Regions from separate parts of the Mus musculus genome. Here region 2 is linked to region 1. The links are chromatin contacts, called in public Hi-C maps. All regions are on one chromosome and are shown on one strand. Each heading gives the region's core, a stretch centred on a gene start, on an enhancer-like site or on the middle of the called end of the contact. The rest is flanking DNA. Distances are from core to core; before and after follow the strand shown. Region 1 has its middle 4.2 kb from the start of Gm31333. Region 2 overlaps Myt1l (myelin transcription factor 1-like).

Region 1 (3,237 bases), core at 286-2,785:
GTCTCGCCATCATGATGGCCACTTTGAGAAGGGCCTCACCTTCCTTTTATTTCCCAGCCTACAGAGCATGAGATGCCTGTGTGAGTCACCTATGTGTCCTGCAACAGCAGCAATGACTGTATGCTACTTCCTGGGAAGATCCAAGATGTCTGCCCTCCCACAATGCTTTGCTTCCTAGGAATGAAGAGTCCCAAGCCCTGGCCCACATGGAAGCAGCTGGGATCTACATTTTGAATAGAACATATAGAATCTGTAGGTACATCAGGGTGAGAGAAATTTTAAGGCAACTTAAGTTCAGTGAAAACAGCCCTGAAGTTAGGCGTGTTCACACCAGTAATGGGTTATTGTAGAGCAGAGAACAAATCCCCTCTAGTTGAGGGGACAGGAGAGAAATGCATAAGCATGGACATCAAGTGTCTCTCTTTCCCAGAGAGAGGTACTTTATGATGCCTCAGACAGATCAGGAAGTTCAGTGGTCAGAGACAGGCCAAGGGGAAGAAGGCAGTTCTATCGCCAGACAGAGCCTTGAGCCTGAGTTTGGGGGGCAGGGACAGGTATATCCTGTGTGAATGCGGTGGAGGGGCAGCAGTATGCAGCACACTTTTGTGGTTGAAATACAAATACCTTGTCACCCCCTAGCACACAGAGAGGGGGTAACATAAGACAATTTTGATCCTGTAAAGGTCAAGGAGGAAGCCTGTGTAATGTGAAAAGAAGGCTGGAGCAGGATGAGGTGCTGAGGCTGAGTGAGAGGCTCAGTGGGAGCCTGGCAGGACTGAATGTGGGTCCTGGTCGGTTCATGTGGACCACACTGGAGTTGGTGGAGCACAGTGAAGGGAGCATGTGAGCATCATGGAGGGAGTCAGAGAGTGGCCTGAGAGGCCTCAGAGCAGGGCATTCATGAAGTTTATGGAGCTCTGTGCACAGGCTTTAAGCACCAGGTAGACGGATTCTAGCTGTACCAGAAGGAAGAGTCCTTACCTGGGACAGTTTGGAGAATGGATAAAATGTGGTTCCTAAAGTGTCACGGCGATGAGCAAAACCTGAAGCCTGGGACCTGGCTGTGGAAGACCAGAGGATGAGGTGCAGGTGCCACGGGCAGTGGTCGAGGCCTGGTGGAAAGGAGTTAGGCTTCCAGAGACCGAATACAGAAGCAGGGGAGAAAGTTGGGAATGGCCCAGGCTGCAGGTTTTGGGTGGTCTGTGAATCTCCACCAGGGTACAGCACAGAGGCCTTGGGGAGCAGTGGGTACAGCCTGGGAGATCTGAAGAGAAAACAGAGCTCTGGGCAAAGATGGAGCACTTACCAGGGAGAGGCCAAAACCACCCAGGGATTGGCACAGGGCGGAAAGGACATGAACAGACTCTGGGGGTTGGTGTCATCAATGGGGTAGGGTAACCTGCTAAGAGTGGTACCAGGGAGGCCAGGAAGCTGGGCCTTCCTCACCCAATCCCCTGAAAGATCACCTAGGAGTGAGTCAATGCGTCTCCCGCAAGCGACCTTGAATACTCCCTTTCTCTGCGCCGTGGCAAGCCAGCCTCCTCTCAGTTCTCACAGTGTCCTACTTTCCAGAGGTGTGGGCTTGGAGAGAACACCTGCAGAATCTGGAATGAATCAATGAATTAATATGCATGCTGCCTCTGGCCAGCAGCTGGGAGTCCCTCCCCAGCCAGAGAAGCTGGCCTCTGCTTAGGCTGTGCAGTCTCCAGTGTAGCCAGTCCAGCTGGCTGAAACGAGCCAAGCAGTCAAGCCTGCAGCCGACTATGCACACCAGTGCCAGGGCAGGCCATGAGTGGCACACCTCTAGGACTTCGGATGCACAGGACATTCCCAGTCCCACCTCCTGCTTTTTCTCTACAGCACCAGGAATATACACATGTGTGCATAGATGCACAAGCGATTCACGTGTGCAAAAGTACACGTACCATGCATACACCCAAATGTATAAAACCACATAAGGGCACATATGTGCATACATGTGTCCATGTGTTTACATAAACATACTCCACAGTCCATTGACTCCCTCAGGGATAAAGTGTCCCTCTCCCCCTTACCTCCTTTGCAACTTAGAAAACCTTCTGGCCTCATGCCTCCCCAGTGAGCACTCTCTGCACACAGGGACTTCCCAGCCCTGTCCTGCCTGCCATGGGCCGCTCTCCTGCCATCTGGTCACAGAGTCTGATAAGCATGGGCAAGCAGCCAATTTGGCCCCAGCTCTGCTTGTAGGCTGGACTGGCAGATAAATTGGTTGTGGAGGGGAGCAAGGAGGGGGAGTAGGGGGGTCTATGGGGGGGCGTGTGGGCAGAGGAAGGATTTTAGATTCTCTCTCTGCTAAGCCATGCACCAGCTTTCCAAGCTCATTGCAGTGCCGTGAAGCTGACAGAGTGCCAGCCGGGAGCAGGCAGATGGTGCTGGGCGGGTGTGGGCCAAGTGGGAATGGGCAAGGACCTTGTCAGAATAGACATAGGGCAGCAGCCCCATCCTACCCTACCCTAACCTTGCCCCCACCCCTGCCCCCACCCCTACCCCCACCTCCACTCCCACCCCCAAGAAAGCTGTGGTCTGCTAACCTCACTACCTATACAGGATGCTCCAATTCATTCTGGTTTATGCCTGTCCTGAGAGGCACTGACCTAAGAACTTGGAGTTGCTCAAGAAAAGACTTGGTTATGGCCTGATGTCAGCTCTTGCACAGAGCAGTTATGACACTGGTGTGACCTTTGAGATCTCTAGAGATAAACCTTGAAAACCACAAGATTTAGACATTAATACACACACATTTCTGGGCCCAGGCTGCAGGGGTGTCTTCTGGGAAGAGGAATGAGGGCTCTGTGACAGGGGTTACTTAAGTCAGAGTCTAGTAAAAAGTACCTGCTTCTCACACCGCAGACTGAGTCCCATCATTCCCTGTTGATCGTATAAGCATTTTCTTGAAGTCCCACAATGAGTCAACCCCTGTAAGACAGGCAACAGACCTACATGGAGCCACCTGACAGTGGCCAGCTAGAACCCCCACATACAGAACAAGACCCAAAGAATAAGTGAGAAGATGGCTGTGCCCACTGTGAACAGGTTCTCCTGATTTCCGTCTCCCCTGAGTTTGCTGCTTGGTGCAGAGCAGCTGTGAACTGTGGGACTTGCTGGAGGCTGGGGTGGAGTGTGATGAGGGACAGGTTCCGGGGTACTCCCATAGACAGGTCCACTCAGGCCTTCCTGTACTGTCTGTGGTATGTGCAG
Region 2 (3,237 bases), core at 259-2,758, 480 kb before region 1:
CCTTTTATGGATGAGAATATTGAGGCTACTGCTCATTCAATACTTAAATGACAACTCCTACTGCTAATTGGTAAATGATGCCATAGATCAGAGTTACACATGGGTGGAAATACCTGCAATGAGAGTTAGAAAAGGTCTCACAAATATACAAGATAAAATGCTATACACCACAGGACTGAAAGATTGGCTCAAAGAGAAGGGTAGGTTTGCCTTCATAGAATCACACTCTATTTAATTGGTTTACTGAGGAAGAAGTAGACTTAGAAAGGTTAAGCAGTGGGAGGGGATCAGGACAAGGAGATCTTGACTACACCATCCCTGATCATGAGGTAGCGTGGGTTGGCTTTATCATAACGTGCTCGTCTATCCTTGGGAAAGCAAATATGCTTTTTGATAGGAAATATTTGCAAATGTCAACTTCTAAAGATAAGAGTCTTAAGACTGTCTGTATCACAAGACTGAGACAAAGACTTCCTCTTGTCCCCTCTACCTGTGAAGCAAAGCTCAGAAATCTCCCATACAGTTACGGCAGACTACTGACTGCAGTTACGTTACTAAATACAAACAACCTGGCTAGCTCAAGAATAATGACGGCCTATGAGCTTTTCTCAGCATTCATTCACCGAGCCAGAGGAAGGTGGTAGAGTCCTCAGCACGGTTTCGAAGAGGCTGTGCAGGACAGAGCCGTCTCCTCTGGTCCTGCAGCTCCTAGGATCCAGGGAGAGATGTGCTTTGCTTTCGATTGTTGAACAACAGATGTTGTTGGTTCAGTAGTTACGCATTGTGAGTGGGCAGGGTGGGCCCTTGCTTATACCTTGACCTTCTTTATTTCTAGCATCTATAGTGTTGTCTGACTCACTGGTCCTTTTCTTTCTAAAACACCCCATTGTCTTCTCGTCCGGGAACTAGCTGGCAGAGACAGTCACTTGCACGTCACTTCCTTGTGTGTAGAAAGGGAAGGTGCACACAAGTTTCTTGGCTTCTTCTGGAGAAGGTGAAGCATACCAAGGCCCATTGGGAGGGACCTCGGAAACCAAACCACTGACAAAAGCTCAGAGTGCCCTTAGTTTTACTCTCAACTCAAACATAGAGCTTGGGGAGTTGGGAGAGGGAGGTGACTAAGTAGGAAAGCATCCTATTGTTTCCTTGGATGTATACCTTCATTTTGACAAAACCAGGACCTCTGTGTTGAACTCAGATGTTTACAGAGTGTTTCTACATAAATGGCATTTGATCGCGGTGAAAATTTCATGAGCTATCTTTATAATCAATTTAAATACATGATACAGACTGATCTGGTGTGTCCATGGCTTCCTGAGACCATAGAGTTCCTATAACAAATTAGTTTAGTTCTTGAAACCAATAGTCATTTATTATCTGCCAACACTGGAGGGCAAAAGTCCAAAATAATGGAAGTGTTGGCAAGACTGCCTTCCTGTGAAGACTCAGAAGAGAGTCTCTACCCTTGCCTTTCCACACTGTGGGGGCCACTAGCATCCTTGGCTCCTGGCCTGGTTGGCAGACCACTTCAATTTGTTTCCATGACTACAGATCTCCTTCTTTGAAAATATCCCTCCATTGGGTATCCCCTTCAATCTAAGACATCATTCCCATCTCTGCATTCTTAACAATATCATACCCACAAATTCCTCTATCATGTAGCTGGCATGTTTTCCTGGTCAAGTACTCCAGCATGGACAACACTCCATTAGCAATATCATATAAATTATGTATGGTGGAAATAAGCCTTCCCAGACTGCATCTTTCTACTATATAGTGAGACATTATCAGAAGAGGAAGTTCTGAAATTCTAAAATGCTTGAGAAAGTAAAGTAGCCCTTGGTACATATTTAGAAAGTTCTCATATTTAGAAAACTTGACCTGGTTGATATAGGAAATATCACCTAGCATATCAACATGGGGCACATCAACAGTTGAATGTAGCAGGTTAGACCAAGAAGAACCTGATCTATATGAGTGATCTGAAGCCAAGTGGTTTGAATAGTACCTGACCATGATCACACCAGATAAGAGAGGGACAAAATGAACTGAAATTTCAAAAACCTCTGACTTTGAAGCAGAGGGGTGTTGGATTGGATTTAACAGCTATACAACACCATTGCAATGGGTCTCACCTGTTATCAGAGACCCTGCCCTTCCCACCATCTCCAGAAATCCAGGAGAAGTTGCCCCAGTCCTTTCAAGTTCATTTTTTCAGCCTCCAGCATCATTAAATTTATCATTTAACAACCTTCCAAGTACTGTCACTCCTAATTTGTGATTATCAATTGTCCTACTTTTATTTCCTGTGGAGGAAATAAAAATAAATTAAATAAATTAAAATTCCTATAAAAAGAAGTACAGAAGAAGTCACCATATAATAGCTGATTTTCTTGTTTGGTACGATTTTTTTTTCTCTTTTTACAAGGCGAAAAATAAATCTTGGCTTCCAGCTAAGCCCCCTTTTCAGGGACAACAGGGATTTTGAAGTTTGTTCTTTCTGTTTACCTAATGAAATCTCAGTCACCTGCCAACAGGTAGCCCAGCAGAAGTCAACAGTATGGCATTCAGGTTGCTTTGTAAATTCAAAGTAGGTGTTTCTGTAGGGAGCTAGAGCAGAATAAACTCACCCTGACCTCACTTGGAATTCACTCAAGGATGAGGCTGTGCATCTTTCTATACTCGGATCTAGTACCACGTCTAGAATAGTGCACAATCCCCCAAATCCAATTCACACTAAAACACTTAGAAAAAAAAACAAACAAGAAAACGTCTTAATTCATTTTCCCTTCAATGCAAACTCTAGATCACCTGCAACGTAGCCTTTCTCCAGCCTCTTCTACCCTCCCTAAGGCCACCATAATCGCCTGTGAGGTGCACGGTTCAGATCTTGTCATAATGCACACAAGTGTCCTTCTTGTCGTCTATTTCAGGTGAAGATTCATGTTATTACCCTTTTTGTAGTTTAGATGTAAAAAGAAGAGCTGTTTGGTGTTCCTGAAAGGAGAAGGCTGTGTTGTACGTCTCAGTGAAAGCAGGTGTATTAGGTATACTCCTTCCGTGACTGGAAGGAAGAGCTGCCGGGAGGGTGTTCAATGTCGGTGAATCAACAGCGTGTGCTGGGCAGGGTGTCATGAAGCAGGAACACACAGAGCACTGGGGATGCCGTACATGGTCTATGAAGTGTGGTAGTCAGATGCTTACAGCACATGAACCTTGCATTTCCCCGAGGAGCAG

The links. A called contact is a pair of places that touch in the nucleus more often than the background predicts.
Region 2: a Hi-C map of neural progenitor cells shows a contact between it and region 1, with 2.2 times the contacts expected there. The contact joins two enhancer-like sites. A contact is called at or near these places in 2 of 484 Hi-C or Micro-C datasets (the N1E-115 cell line and neural progenitor cells) and 1 of 115 datasets of contacts at active chromatin or transcription factors (VIP interneurons).

The regions. Positions count from the first base shown.
Region 1 is chr12:29,136,084-29,139,320 of GRCm38.p6, reverse strand. No RefSeq gene overlaps it. Among named protein-coding and RNA genes, the nearest start is that of Gm31333, 4.2 kb to the left of the region's middle. Within about 2 kb of position 1,535, at least 70 of the 459 cell types and tissues checked have an H3K27ac peak or open chromatin away from gene starts, as enhancers often do. A contact at or near this core is called in neural progenitor cells, where this site is marked.
Region 2 is chr12:29,616,197-29,619,433 of GRCm38.p6, reverse strand. All of the region lies in intron 2 of Myt1l (myelin transcription factor 1-like), which reads right to left. Among named protein-coding and RNA genes, the nearest start is that of C630031E19Rik, 69 kb to the left of the region's middle. Within about 2 kb of position 1,508, at least 3 of the 459 cell types and tissues checked have an H3K27ac peak or open chromatin away from gene starts, as enhancers often do. A contact at or near this core is called in neural progenitor cells, where this site is marked.